3 separate regions of the Mus musculus genome follow, and all the other regions are linked to region 3. Evidence: chromatin contacts called from public Hi-C and HiChIP or PLAC-seq data. All regions are on one chromosome and are shown on one strand. Each heading gives the region's core, a stretch centred on a gene start, on an enhancer-like site or on the middle of the called end of the contact. The rest is flanking DNA. Distances are from core to core; before and after follow the strand shown. Region 1 overlaps Nckap5 (NCK-associated protein 5). Region 2 overlaps Nckap5 (NCK-associated protein 5). Region 3 holds the start of Nckap5 (NCK-associated protein 5).

The links. A called contact is a pair of places that touch in the nucleus more often than the background predicts. HiChIP or PLAC-seq counts read pairs in DNA pulled down with a chosen protein or histone mark.
Region 1: a contact with region 3 is called in an H3K27ac HiChIP or PLAC-seq map of stem cell-derived neural progenitor cells. The contact joins the enhancer-like site here to the promoter of Nckap5 in region 3. A contact is called at or near these places in 1 of 484 Hi-C or Micro-C datasets (stem cell-derived neural progenitor cells) and 5 of 115 datasets of contacts at active chromatin or transcription factors (astrocytes, cardiomyocytes, neural progenitor cells and 1 more).
Region 2: a Hi-C map of neural stem cells shows a contact between it and region 3, with 5 times the contacts expected there. The contact joins the enhancer-like site here to the promoter of Nckap5 in region 3. A contact is called at or near these places in 3 of 39 promoter capture datasets (3T3-L1-derived adipocytes, embryonic stem cells and second pharyngeal arch cranial neural crest), 2 of 484 Hi-C or Micro-C datasets (the N1E-115 cell line and neural stem cells), 1 of 115 datasets of contacts at active chromatin or transcription factors (cardiomyocytes) and 2 of 9 other capture datasets (adipose tissue and liver).

The regions. Positions count from the first base shown.
Region 1 is chr1:126,681,539-126,686,332 of GRCm38.p6, reverse strand. All of the region lies in intron 2 of Nckap5 (NCK-associated protein 5), which reads left to right. Among named protein-coding and RNA genes, the nearest start is that of Nckap5, 150 kb to the left of the region's middle. Within about 2 kb of position 2,117, at least 66 of the 459 cell types and tissues checked have an H3K27ac peak or open chromatin away from gene starts, as enhancers often do. A contact at or near this core is called in astrocytes, neural progenitor cells and stem cell-derived neural progenitor cells, where this site is marked.
Region 2 is chr1:126,604,923-126,609,612 of GRCm38.p6, reverse strand. The region is part of intron 2 of Nckap5 (NCK-associated protein 5); the gene reads left to right. Among named protein-coding and RNA genes, the nearest start is that of Nckap5, 220 kb to the left of the region's middle. Within about 2 kb of position 3,017, at least 9 of the 459 cell types and tissues checked have an H3K27ac peak or open chromatin away from gene starts, as enhancers often do. A contact at or near this core is called in neural stem cells, where this site is marked.
Region 3 is chr1:126,828,234-126,832,933 of GRCm38.p6, reverse strand. Nckap5 (NCK-associated protein 5) reads left to right here and starts at 2,302. Exons shown (of 17, transcript NM_001081756.1): 1 at 2,302-2,617.

The DNA of each region.
Region 1 (4,794 bases), core at 868-3,367, 150 kb after region 3:
TGTTTCTGTCAGTTGGGAAGTCAGGTGACAGGAGGGGAAAAGAGGGAGGAGGCAGGCATGGAGGGCAGGAAAAACATCAGGAGCAAGACCCTGCTTCTAGGAAGAGCCATTATTGCTACCCTTAGGCAATACTTACTCTTTCCTAATAGCCAGCTGGCAGGAAACACTACTTTAGGTGGAGGGACCATTGCCAGTGGTGTCTCCAGCAGCAACAGGTCAGACTGTAGGCACTCTGTGAGCTCTAGTCCCTTAGGGTGGCTACCATTGCTGAGTCCATTTGGAAGTCAGATGGACAGGGGCCAGTGCAAGGAAGGGAAGTGTGAAAGGCAGATTCACTCAGATGGGCTAAGAGAAGCAACCTGTGCGGAGATGAAAAGCAAGCATAGACAAGTTTAAGTGTGTGTGTGTGTGTGTGTGTGTGTGTGTGTGTGTGTGTGTGAGAGAGAGAGAGAGAGAGAATGAGAGAGAGAGAGAGTGAGAATGAGAATGCATGTGTGCCCATATTCAATTAGCTGTGGAAACAATGGAGCAGCCTTGGATATCTTCCTTGGTGGCAGCTGCTCTCCACTTTTGGTGCAGGGTCTCTCACTCTCACCTGGAAATTGCTAGTTTACCACTTTGCCTGCTGAGCCATCCCAAGTCAGGTGACCAGAGCGGGTAACAGGTGGCAGGCAGGGAGGTGGCAAGATATGACCCTATCCCCATAGTTTGTTGAGACATGGTCTCATTATTCAACCCCGACTTTCCTAGATTTTTACTATGTGGAGCAGGTTACTTGTGAACAGAGATTTGCCTACCAATACATGAGTGCTGGGATGAAGGGCTACCTCTGTTTCCTGAGAGTGCTGCAATTGAAGGCAGGTATCACCACACTCAATAGTCAATAGTGGTGTTTCAGCCTGTCACCTTGGAGTATTTGTCAGAACTCACGTCCTATGCTCCTGTGTTACGGTGTTTTTTCCTGCAGGGTCCCTGATGAAGATGCCTGGTGCAGAGCTATGTGCCCATTTATGGCACTGGCTATATAAGAGGGTGGGCTAGTAGACTGGTCACTTCATTAAAATCTAAATTCTTGGGCCGGAGATATGGCAAGTATGGTTAAAGCAGTTGTCAACTGAGCTCAGATGCCCAATATCCTCCCAGTATCCTCCTAGTATCCTCCCAGTATCCTCTTAAGAAGCCAGGTATGGTGGCAGATGTTTGTAATCTGCTGTGACAATGGAGATGTGAGACTGGCTGGTGCCTAGGGCTCACTAGCATACACAGCGACCCTTGGGGGATTAGAAGCCCTGTCTGCACAAAGGTTGATGGTTTCTGAGTAGCAATAACCTAAGTCATCCACTGGCTTCCATATGCAAGTGCACACATAATGCATATAAACACTATGTGCACCTTCACACACATGAAGGCAGTCACGCGCACAATTATAAATAAGAAAGCTAATAAATACCTTGTACAGATGTGCTTGGCTGAAGAACCCAACTACATTAGATATACATGCCTCTGCCTGTATGAGCTTGGCCATCTTACCTGCCTTCTCTGGGCTTCCACACTCTAATTTGTAAGCACACCAAATTGTCTCTCCCTCCATGGGCAAGTAGAAGAACCAAAGAAAGATGATAACACCCAGCATATGCAGTTCTGTGCCTTGCTTGCCCTCTTTGTAGTGTAAACCCAAGATGGCGAGCGGCTCACTTGGTCTGCACATAGAAGGGGATTGAGAAGACAAGTCTCTTCCCTTTGTTTAAAGCATACATGTATGGTCTGTAAGAAACAAATCAGCATAACCAGAATGCTCTCAGCCAGAAACGCCTCCTCCCGTTCCTTGCTACAGGTTGGCTCTTGCCAAGCCCAGAATTCCTTTCTTCTTACCCCAGTTGCTCAGGAGTTCCCTATTAATGACTAGGCCAGACCTTTTAATATGGAACATTGTATTTTTTTTTTTCTGGAACTTTTGGGCTTCTGCCTTCACAGCTGAATTCTGGCCAATGACTATTTATAACAGGTAATTTTATTCCAGAGTCTTCCCAAAGTGCCCAAGCACATGCACAATGACTTGCTGTGCCCTGGGTCCTGCTGAGTCTTTCTTCCCCGGGCCCCTGCTGAATCAGACTGGGCCGGGCCATGAAGCCCCTCTTTGTTTGCCTTCTGTCTTCAGTTGCTCTGAGCTCTGCCAACTTGGAGCAGTGGGAGATAGATGGATTTCGGAGGAAGGAACTGGAGACCGTTTCCCATCTAACTACCTCCCTTATTGAGGGAGGAGCAGAGGACAACGTGGAGGGGTCTAAGTGGAAAAAGCTTTCCACTACATAAAAAGAAAGAGGAAGCGGGGTTTCAGTGGCATTTTGCCAGGTTCCAGGAATGCGCCAACCCTGGGAATTGGCCCCTGGCCAGCCCCCTCAGCGGCTGCTGACTTGGGAAAACGGGCTCTTTGGTGGCTGCCAAGAATGTAGACAATGGCCTTTTGGATAGCTCAGCTTTTGAAAGTTTGGCTTTTGTTTTATTATCACCAAAGGTAACATTTATTGGGCACCTATGTATACAGGCCAAAAGATAAAACGCATGATTAGGAGTCCCTGTAACTTAACCAGGCAGAAGAGCCAGGGTCCAGGCTAATACAGAAAGCCTGCATCCAATTAGGATCTAATCCTCTACTGGGGCATGCTGCTACCTTAAATGTGAGTGCTGTGCTACCCGGGATTCTAGAATTAAAGTTGGTTTTAAGTGTTAAGCTGAGCTATAAATGAAGTAAGTTTAGTCCATTGTCATTTGGTTGAGAAAAATCTTGGTTGTAGATCAGGTGTGTCCTGATTGAAGGAAAGGAAAGATGCCAGGCTCAATGCTTGGTTTAGGACAGAGTAGCCCTGATCTACATTGAACACTATTGTCAGGAAGGGAAAGAGAGTAGCAAGTTACACACACACACACACACACACACACACACACACACAAACCTTTTAATATGTGATCTACTAGTAAGGAGTGGTGGTTATGGTATTATTATTTATCAAGATTTATTTTTTTGTGATTTATGTGAACTTTTTTTTTGGTCTGTGTTTGTGTTAATATATTCTATATGTGCGCTGGCACTCATGGAAGCCAGGTGTCAGATCCCAGGGGCTGGGGTTACAGACAATTGTAAGCCATCCAATATGGGTGCTGAGAACCAAACTTGAGTCTTCTTAGAAGAGCAGTGATTACTTTTAACTGCTGAGCCATCTCCTCAGACACTAAATGGTGTTATTTTAGCAATAACTGATTTCATCCTGTAAGGAGTCTATTGAAATGGCTCACTAGGTAAACTTGTCACATAAGCATGAGAGTCTGGGCTCAGTCCCTTCAGAAACTCTTAAAAGAGCCCAGCCCCAGCACTGGGGAGAGAGGCAGCAGGACTTGCTGGCCAGCCAGTTTTACTAAGCCCATGCAGTCCAGGTTCATTGAGAGACACTGAGAAAATAAGGTGGGGCCACAGGCGGCTAAGTGGGTTAAGGAGATTGCCTCTCAAGTCTTGTCCCGCTGAAATCCGTTCCAGGAACCCATGGAAAGGTAAAAGGAGAGAATCAGCTTCACAGAGTTGTGCCCTGATCTCTAAATGCGTACGATGGTACACATGTCCCTCCTACAGCAGCCACACACATACAGTATTAATACTAAATGAAATCAAATGGAAGGTGGAGAGCTAATAAGGAAGACATGGGATACCCAGATTCTGGCCTCCACATCTGTGGTGTATGGCACACGTGCATATACACGCATACACACACACACACACACACACACACTATATATATATATATATATATATATATATATATATATATATACACATATATATATATGTATATATACACACACACATATATACATATATATGTATGTATATGTATATGTATATGTATATATATATATATAAATTATATATGCAGGTGCACACACACACAATATAAGTACCTACTTGTATTAGGAGTACTACTACTAATAGTATTATATTGGGACGAGGTGCTGTGCTTAGACACTGGCTGCATTCACTCAGTTATCACAATGAGGGTGTAGAATAGCATCTTCATTATACCCGTGAAGAAGCTGAGTCTGGATGATTAAGTAACCTGCCCCAGATCACGTGACTCTGAACAGCAAGGTCTGTCTTCCTGCACAGCGTGTGTTGCTTGTGTCTGTGACACACACACATCTCTATTGTGTACTTTCAAAGTGAAGACTTTTCTGGCTTCTCTTTGTTGCCATGGTGATGTGTGGGTGACTCCTGGGATGCCACTGGGCCTGGTACCATAGCTTCAATGGTCATTTTACAGTGGCTTCTCTCAGAGCAGGTAGAGGCTTTTCAGCTTGGAGCCCGTCGATGCAGTCTGTTCCCCCTTGTGTAAGCCGTGCATGCACGTGGTGAGATTGGGAGGGAGGTCTATGTAAAGGGGATGAGCAGGGGATTAGTCAGGGCGCTTCTCTGAGAATGCCTCAGGAAGCGGTCCGGTCCGGGACTTCCTCTTTGCTATCAAGCCCTCCCCCCAATACCTCCTCTTGAGAAAGTCCAATTTGTGTGAATCCAGTTATAAAAGACACATCAGCAGCTGCTCTCTCTCTCTCTCTCTCTCTCTCTCTCAGAAGGATTCTTCACCTAACAAAAGGCTCAGGGAAGATTTTTAAAAATAGCTCTTAATGCATTTTCAATTGGATTTAATTCTCAAAGATCCAATTTGCAGTCATAGTTTCCCATGGAGCTAACCCCCAGCATCAGACCCTCTTCTTTCCTCTGATGGAAAACAGATCGCAAATGGTATT
Region 2 (4,690 bases), core at 1,768-4,267, 220 kb after region 3:
GGTGGTGATATCATGGCCACAGGAGCTTGAAGTAACTGGTGCCATCCCATCCACAGTTAGGAACAGAGAAGGGCAGATGCTGGTTGCTGCTTGGCTCCCTCCCCCCACTTTACAGGCCAGGGTCCCAGCTGGAGAAAGGTGACAATCAAGGTTCTTCCACGTCATAACTGTGATCAAGTTAGTCCCCCATAGCCACGCCTGGAGGCCTGTCTCCCAGGTAACTATATCCTGTCAAGTTGACAATTAACTTAACCATCAGTCTCCTCTGGAGTTTCTCTTTGATGGCATCCTAGACTCTGAACCAATGCTCGTCTGACCTAGCAAAAGCTCATTATAATATGCCTTGCAATTTTCTTTGTCAAAATGCTTTGAAGCGTGTGCTCATCCTTTTAGCAATGTTGGGTATTTGATAGAGGCTTATTCCTCTTCCTTCAGGTTTAAACAAACTCTAAAAATAGTGTTTTCTACCCCTGAGCTGAGAGAGGTTCTGCAGAAATGAAGATGATTCATCTCTTGTGAATGTGTACCTGTGTACACATGCACTGGAAGCAAAGGTTAGCCTTAGGTGTCATTCCTCAGCAACAAACCACCCTGAGTTTTGAGGCAGGAACTCTCATTGACTTTTTACTTCTAGATTTGGTTGGGCTGGCTGGCCAGGTAGCCCCAGGCTACCTCCCTGTCTCTTCCTCTCAAGGACTAGTAGTCTACGCATGCACCACCACACCTGGGTCTTTGACAAAGTTTATTGGGATCAAACTCAGGTCTTGATGCTTGTATAGTCAGCACTCTACTTCCTCAGGCATCTCTCCAGTGCCCTGGTGACTGTAATGAAGAGGTTTGTGGAGGCCTGGCTTGTACACGTTTCACAACCCCTGGGCAGCATTAACATACCTGATCCTACAGAGCAGCCATTGAGAGGCCGCGTTAAAGATCTTTTCAGCTGTTTGACAGTTTTGTGTTGGGGTTTCTGAACTCCACAATCATAAAATTAAATTTCTATATTTGTTTTAATTTTTTCATCAAAAAATAAAATCTTGGGCTAGCAAGCTACCTCAGTGTGTCAAGACGCTTGTCACCCAACCGTGACAGGTTGAGTTTGACCCCAGGAACCATACAGTAGAAGGAGAGAACTGACTCTGTAAGCTGTCTTCTGATCTCTTTATGTACAGACATACACATGGACACACACATACACACATACAATAAAGATAGGCAATCCTTAAAAATTAAAAAAAAATGAGAAACTTATACTATTAAACCTGTCTTTAAATACTGTTTGTTTCAAAGACTCAACTTGATCTTAAAGAATCAGAAGCTTTTTAGCTCAGAAAAACTGCAAAACCTTGGAGTTGGAGGTAGATCCCTGAATGCTAGCAAATAAATCCAGTGACTTTGGGGGTACTGTTCTGCTCTACAGCTCCTCTATAATTTCTTATTAAAACCTAAATCCCTCCCTTTATTCTATAACTATAGGTATATAAGAGATAGAAGGGGCATACTTCACATATTTTATCTTTCAAAAGGGAAGCTTCCTCAAGATTAAGGTCTAGGAATGTTAATAATATTTGCAGTTATCCTCAATAGGCCAAGAGCTGCAGTCACCAGAGTTAATAGTCACAGTGTTTGGACTTAGACCATAGAGGTGCTAAAATCTGCCAAGACTGCATGCTAAAGAGACTGAGAGAGAGAGAGAGAGAGAGAGAGAGAGAGAGAGAGAGAGAGAGAGAGAGAGTCAGAGAGAGAGAGTCAGAGAGAGAGTAAGAGAGAGAGAAAGAGAGAGAGAAAGAGAGAGTGCCAGGAATGGGAGGTGTATACCTGTTATCCTGGGGCTACAGGAGATTGATGCTAGAGGATTGCGTGTTGGTGCACCGTGGATACAAAGCAAGACCTTGTCTCACACAACACCACCAAAACAAACAAACAGAAGACCAGAGGTCATGGAACCCTTCATTCTTCTAGCCAGATGACAAGATAAATGATGCATGTCATTTCTAATTGGGTGCAGAAATCCCTGGGCGTTCAGCAATTAGTAGCAACAGCTATGCCATTTATAATGTGTGATGTTCTTAATGCCACATGTGCTATATGCTACTGCATTAAAGAGGTTCTGGAACAAAATCTAGGTTTAAAAACAGAGCCCGGGGCTGGGGAGATTGCACAGCGATGAATCAAGTATAAAGACCCGAGTTCAGAGCCTCGGAACTCACATGAAGCCAGATGTGGTTGGTATCTTACTCTTGAAAATCTGACATTCCCTCAGGGAGATGAGAGGTAGAGGCAAGGGATCCCTAGAAGTTTGAAAGCCAGCCAGCCTGGAATACAGTGGAAAACAAGAGACTGTCTCAAGCAAAGTGGAAGGTGAAGAGCTGCAGCCAAGGTGGTCCTGACTTCCATGTGTCTTGACTTGGCACATGTGCATGGCTGTAGTCATGGGAACGTTCCTGTGCACACACATCCACAAAGAATTTTTTTCCAAGAAAACAAAGAGCAAAAAGAGACACAACATGCTTGAATGTGCAGAAACTTCAGTTTCCTGACAATATCATGGTCACTGTGGACTGTCAGCATACGGGGCTCAAATCACATTCTTAGCGCTGATGGGCAGATCCTGAAGGAACTTTCTGCTTCTGATCATTGATTGACTTGAAAATGTCTGCAGCCACAACCAAGGGGTGGGCATTAGCCATGGGTCATTGATTTATATTGGAATGGTGGCAGTCTGTTAGTACTCGTCAAACCTTATCCTTAAAGTGTTGTGGTGGGCTACAGATGATGTTGGCCTTGGGAGTACTCTGGGAAGCATGCACAGAAAACTCTTCAAAAAAAATTCTTTAAAGACCCACCGGGCAATCTGCTTCTATAATCTCCCGGAGCTTGGAACAGGACCCAAATTAGATGCACAGCCATCCCTGGGCAGTGTTTTGCAATTCAAATACACCAGTACTTTCCATGACAGCCTCTCCAGGGGCTCCCCGGTGGTTGGGGTCTTCTGAGTGTTCACACATAAATGGGGATCTTTGTTCTCTGGAGCATGAAGCTGAGGGGAATTTGTATAGAAAGAGGGCTACACTAGCACACTTAAGAGCTGTGCTTTGGTGGTAAATTCAAACTTCGAAGGAGAACAAAAATGTCCCCAATGAGTAGCTCTCCAAGGCGGCGCTTAGCCGATGCAGTTAAGGTGGCAGTTTGGTGACGCCCTGTAGCTCCGCCAGTCTCTCTCCATTATTTAAGAGAGCCATGGTCCATTCATTATATGTCAGCAGCGCTATGTTGGGAGAGAAGCTCTGGAGTGGCTAGGAAGGTACATGAGAGGCCCCTGTTTACCTTTGGCCAAGCCAGTTTCAGCCTAAACTCATTCCTTTGGCCAGCGAAGAATGTGCCTTGGCCACATGGTTTCTCCTCTTCTTTATTTTAAGAATGGGTTCCAGGCTCTCTCCTTCCTGCTCCACTTCCGTTCTTATGATTCTCAGTCTCTCCTCTTCTCTGTGGCTGTGGGTGTTTGTGTACACACAGTGAGTGTGGAGGTTAGATGACTCGGGAGTCTGTTCATCCCATCCTTTCCCTGCCTTTCAGGCTTTTAAAAGAGTCTTTACTGAGCCATCCTGCTGGCTCCCAGGCAATCTCTCTATTCATTAGTTTTATGTTACTTCAGTTCTCTGAACAGTCACTTACATTTGTAGCACTAATAAGTCCATAAAAACGTCGTCAGTTTGCACCCCGGAGACACTTTTGTTCAGATGTTCAGACTTTCGTTTCCCCACCCCAGACCAGGTCTTCTGGAGCCCAGACTGGCCTCAGACTTATCAGGCAGCCAAGAATACGCCACACTTGTAATCAATCCTCTTGCCACTGTCTTGTAAGTGCCTGTAGGCATGAACTACCATACCTGATTTGTGTGAGCTGGGAATAGAGACCAGGACCTCATGCATCCTAGGCAGTCTCTCTATCAACTGAGCTACAGCCCCAGCCCCAAGATGCTCAGCTTCAGATACAGCTGGTGAGCTGACTTTTCATGAGGCCCTGTGAAGTAGCCAGTCTCTTTGGTTTACTCCCTGGCAATGGAGTCTGAGCTGAGTCTTTGAGTATAGCTCCATGTCCATGTAGTCAGCCCATCCTTTGGTTGCCAGCTCCCAATGTGGCCTAGGAGAGATGCCACTTTCAGTGTTACTGTATGGATTAGTGTCTGGTTGCTGTGACCAAGTACCTAACAGAGTATGTTAAGGGAGAAAGGGTTTATTTGGGGGCTCAGTTTGAGGGTACAGTCCATCATGGTAGGGAATCATGACAGCTAGATTTGAGGCATCTGGTCACACTGCATCGGCAGACAGGAAGATGAGAGAATTGGATGCTGGGGTTCATCTTGCTTTTTCACTTTATGCTGTCTCCCCAACCTTTGTAATGGTAGTGCCCTGACTTAGGGTGGGTCTTCCTACTTCAGTTAGCCTGATTTTAGAAATCCCCCCAGATGTCCAGGCAAGTTTGTCTCCTAGTGGATTCTAGATCCTATCAAGTTGACAGTATTAACCGTTGCAGCCACTGTCTTTGGGGGCTCTGTTCCTGGACATTCTCTCTCTCCCACACCACCCTATAAGGTGAGTCTCCCTAGGTTCTGTATCCTGATAAAACCACACAAGACTGTTTAATTTCATCTGTCTCTGAACTAGACTTTGAGGAGTGGATTTCTCATTTC
Region 3 (4,700 bases), core at 1,053-3,552:
AACTTTAAGTTAATTTGGAAAAAGAAGGTGGCTAGTTATGCAGTGGATCTTTCTGCCCATAGAATAACTAAGTGGGAGCTGACTGTATGGGGACAAAGACTCTCCGAACCTACCAGATGCAGTGCAGTGATGCATCCCACCAGGGTAAACTGCATACAACACATAGATCACCATCTTACCAATGACTGCGGGGATGGGGTGGCATTCTCCATCTTAGACCTCTGCCCACCTAGCAGCAATGCATTGAGTAAGGCAAAGGTATGGTAAGCACTTGTCATGCACGATGTTGTTGGCTCTTCCCTATGTTTTAAAATAGCAATCCTGTGTTTAACCTCATAGATGGCTACTGTTTCTCTCAGGTGTTGCTGCCTGTCTTCCAGTCCCAAAGCAAAGTGAAATCACAGGGCCCCTTGTTCAGTTAAGGAGACAAGAATGACAGGAGAAGAGCCTGGGAGACGGGTCATCAGGTAAAAGCCCTTGCCGAGCCTGATGAATCTGATCCTGGGACCCACACAGTGGGAGGAGGGAACTGGCATCCTCAAGTTGTCTTCCGACCTCTACGTGTACACACAATATGAACAAATAAATGTGATATAAGAATGATGTTAAAAGAGAGCACATTAACACACACACAAGCCCTTGCAGGGAACAGGGCTCTACAGGGCTATGAAGATTGCATATCCATGAGGCTGGCCCAGTCCTCTCTTTCAGCCTTCTCTTTAACTTCCCCGTGTGCTGGGTTTTGCCTCTGAGCAGTTCAACAAATCGTCCTGAACGATGCACACATACATCACCCTTCCTCATGTTCCGTCTTGTTGAGAACCACAGACAGTTTTATTAACATGAAGGAAAGGCAGAGTAATGAATGTATGTGTCAGTGTTTCCTGGCTCACATTTTCCATTGGAGAAGAATACTTGGGGTGCTTGCCTCGTTCTAGGTACCCCACTAAAGGCAGGTGCTCTGAAGGAGGGAGGTCATTAGGGCAACCCAGAAAGCCTGGGATTTTTTAATCTGTAAGCCCACTTGAGATATACCAATAAATCAGCCTCCTGGAAAATCAGCAGTCTAGAAAAAATGTGAAGGCTCTTCCATTTATCTCTTGTTTTATCTGACTTATGGTTTGCTTTGTTATTCTATTTTTTGAGACATTTATGCATAAGTGTTTGTTATCTACTGTTTAATGTCATAATCTGCCTAAGCTATCATTTTTTTGAGTAACATTTTTTGTATGTATATGTGAGAGAGAGTTCACACTCGCACTTGTGTGAGTATATGCATGCCCATATATATATGCATATATATATGCAGAGGCCAGAGAAGGAAGCTGGGAGCTCTCCTGTACCTCTTTCTGCTTTCATCTCGTGACATGGGGCAGCCAGCAAGCCCCAGCTACCCTCCTACTGAGATTAGAGGTGTACAGAACCACACACGGCTTTTTATGTGTCTTCTAAGGATTTGAACCCAGGTCCTATTGCTTGCCTAGCAAATGGTCTGACCCATCCAAGCGATCTCCTAGACTCTTCTTCACTTGTAATATTTTAAATTCTAATCAGGCTTATAAACACTGTGCGCTGATGATTATCTATTTGGATTCACGGAGAATTTATTTGAAGCTGGATCTAGCTGAGAGGTCACCAAGAAAGAAAGAACTTGAATAACTGTCTTTCACTCGGGAAAATATCTAGTGTGGGTTCTGGCTAATGAATGAGGGTGGAAAAGTGCTATGCATCTCAGGGGCTCTTTGAAAGTGAAAATTACTTGATTTAGCTTTTCAGGAAAACCAAATTATGCATATGTCCCTCCTGTAAGGCTGTACAAAATCAATGTTTGTAGAGAGCAGAACAGGGGCCGTAATAAGTCACCCCTTTCAGAAAGTACTCCCCTACCTGCAGGGATTCCCGCCCCCTTCGTTTTGGCTTTTTTTAGATGAATGAAGAATTTTCTCCACAAATTATTAATTATTCCATCTTGGCTATAGAACTCCGTTCCTTGTAGTTCAGTAGGAGTCAGTGCTATTCAAACTGCCGCTTTTGATGAAGTAATCGTCCGCTTCTGGGGCCTCTTTTCAGCTGCCCTGGGCGTGCGTCCCATGTAAACGACTGCCAAATAGATTCTTTCGACATTCCAGCCAATTAAAATACATTTAAAGTGCAGCTGGTGGAAAGGCAAGCCGGGCGATCCCGATCACGAGGAGAACTTCGGGGCAGTGAGATAGAAAAACAAACTTTGGGGCTCCCACGAGGCAGCGGAGAAGTCAGAAAAGGGAGCTAGCTACCTCTCACGCTACCCTCCAACCAGAGATGACACCTGGATCCCCACCTTAAAAGACACCAAGGAGGGAAGCCTGCTTGGGAGGGTGTGAGTTTTTCCTCTCTCTTGTTGCCTGTGGAAGCTGAGTGTTGGCTCGGTGCCCGGTGTGGTACTGCATTCAAACGCCCGCAGAACACAGGCGTGTTTGTTAAGCAAGCCAGTGATCAAAAACTCCTACAGGAAGATCCGAGAACCCCCCAGGAGCCCTCCTGGGTAGCACTAGGACTTTGGATGGAATGAGACAGAACCCCGGAGCAGGCTAACGGTGGCGGAGCAACCAGCTGGCCTGTCTGCTATGCCTTTTAGGTAAGGATAGAACTTTTCTTTGCTTCGCTTTTTGTCCCACTGCGTGTGGACTTTGATGTGGAGAATTAAGGTTACTGTGCTCAGCAGGAGCAGTGCAGTGGTCTGGACTTCTGATTTGCAGGTCTGCGTGATTTTTCTGGAGGACTCCGAGGAGGAGCCACTCAGTGTAAATACATCCAGGCATCGCTCAGCACGTGCAGGCTGCGTTGGCACTCACCATGGTGCCTTTGCGCGTGTGGCTCCCTGCTATTTTCTTCCGGTGCTTGCTTTGCGAGAATCCAGGTGTGTGGGGTTTCACAGTGAATTGCTTCCTCCTCGGAACCTGTAATTGCTGTCTAATGCCTGTTTGAGTTTTAGTTCCCATTTCTTGTCGCTGTTGTCTCCTTCCTGTGGTACCAGCGCCACACCTGTACAATCGAGCAAAGTTTACTTGGTTCTCTCTCTCTCTCTCTCTCTCTCTCTCTCTCTCTCTCTCTCTCTCTCTCTCTCTCTCTCTCTCTCTCTCTCTCCCCCTCCCTCCCTCCCTCCCTCCCTCCCTCCCTCCCTCCCTCCCTCCCTCCCTCCCTCCCTCGCTAATATCCAAACAAACCTAAGCATTTTGCTTTCCTAAAGAAAAGCCAAAATGTTTGGAAATGTCTTGGTAAATCTTGATTCTTTTTTCTGCTTCTGGAGTTGTTCCTTCACGGGCTTTCAGTTCAAGCTTTTCTTGGGCTTCAAGGAAACAGGTACAGCCCTGATATCTTGGCGCTGCTGTTCAGTCAGCTCCCAGCTCAGGGGTCCCAAGCTCCTGCCCAGTTCATACAGCTGAGAACACCAAGCAGATGTATAATTGAGCACTGGGCATCAATTCCTACCCACCAGTTGCCAGATGAAAGATGTTCAAGGATCTTGACTGTTTCCTATCTCTGGTTGTCATGGTTGGCTCATTCTGGCTTTGACTTTGTTCGCCGTGAACAAAGAATCTCGCACGTTTCACGGTGAGGGATTGTGTTGCAGAGACCTGAGCGCTGCTAAATGTGCTTTATTAATCTCTAACGTGCCAGTAGCTCAGAGCCCATGCCAAGTAGAGACTTTCCAAATTTTTTGGAGCTACCTGCTGCCAAGATAAACAGCGGTTGGCCCCAGGAGGGGTATTTTAAGGGATCTTGCAACAGCAAAGTTTTACCCATTAAGAGTGGCGAAAGTCAATGAAGGAAATACTGAATAGAAGAAGTTTCAGGGAAAAACCTGACTCAGCTCTCTACCCATTGAATGGACCCAGTGGAGAGAGTCCATCCTCTCATGAACAAAGGACTCTGGGTTTCCTGTGGGCAGGCAGTGACTTTGCTATATGTACACATAGAGCTCTGTTTATGATAGAGGTGAATGGAGACATTCGTGAACACAGATACTTTCCCTGCCTGTGGCAGTGCCAGAACTTGGAGGGAAAACACGGCTTCGTGTGACCTGTGCCTGTCCCATACAATGATTCCACCCTCCACCCCCAACAAACACACACAGAAGTCCATATGGACCCAAATGCAACTTTGTGTTGAATCATGGGAAGAAAGACCTTGGGCAATAGAATGGTAAGGTAATCTACGGCTCAGTTGGCAGGTCCCTGAGAGTGAATGGCTTCTCCAGACTCTGAGTTACTCACCAGAGCAGAATGAGGGGTACCATGCTGGTTCCTGGAAGGTGGGGAGAAAGCCATATATTCCTGGGAGACTCTGACTTTAGACATATATTCCATATGCAGGTACATCTTTTTTTTAAAAAAATAATACTTGTATTATTTATTGAGTACCCCATACAGGCATAGAGTGAACCCCTGCTCCCTCTCTTAGGATCCTTTCAGATTCACCCTTATGCCCTGTCTCTCCTCCCAAAAACACATATCTTTTTTTTTTTTTTTTTGACACGGTTTCTCTGTTATCCGGGAACTCACTCTATAGACAAGGCTGGCCTTGGACTTAGAGATCTGCCTGCCTCTGCTCCCTCTGCCCCCGAGTGCTTGGATTAAAGGTGTGCACCACCACTACCCGGCTCACACCCACTTTAGAAAAAGAGATTCTATTTATTTTTATGTATATAACCCTGTTTT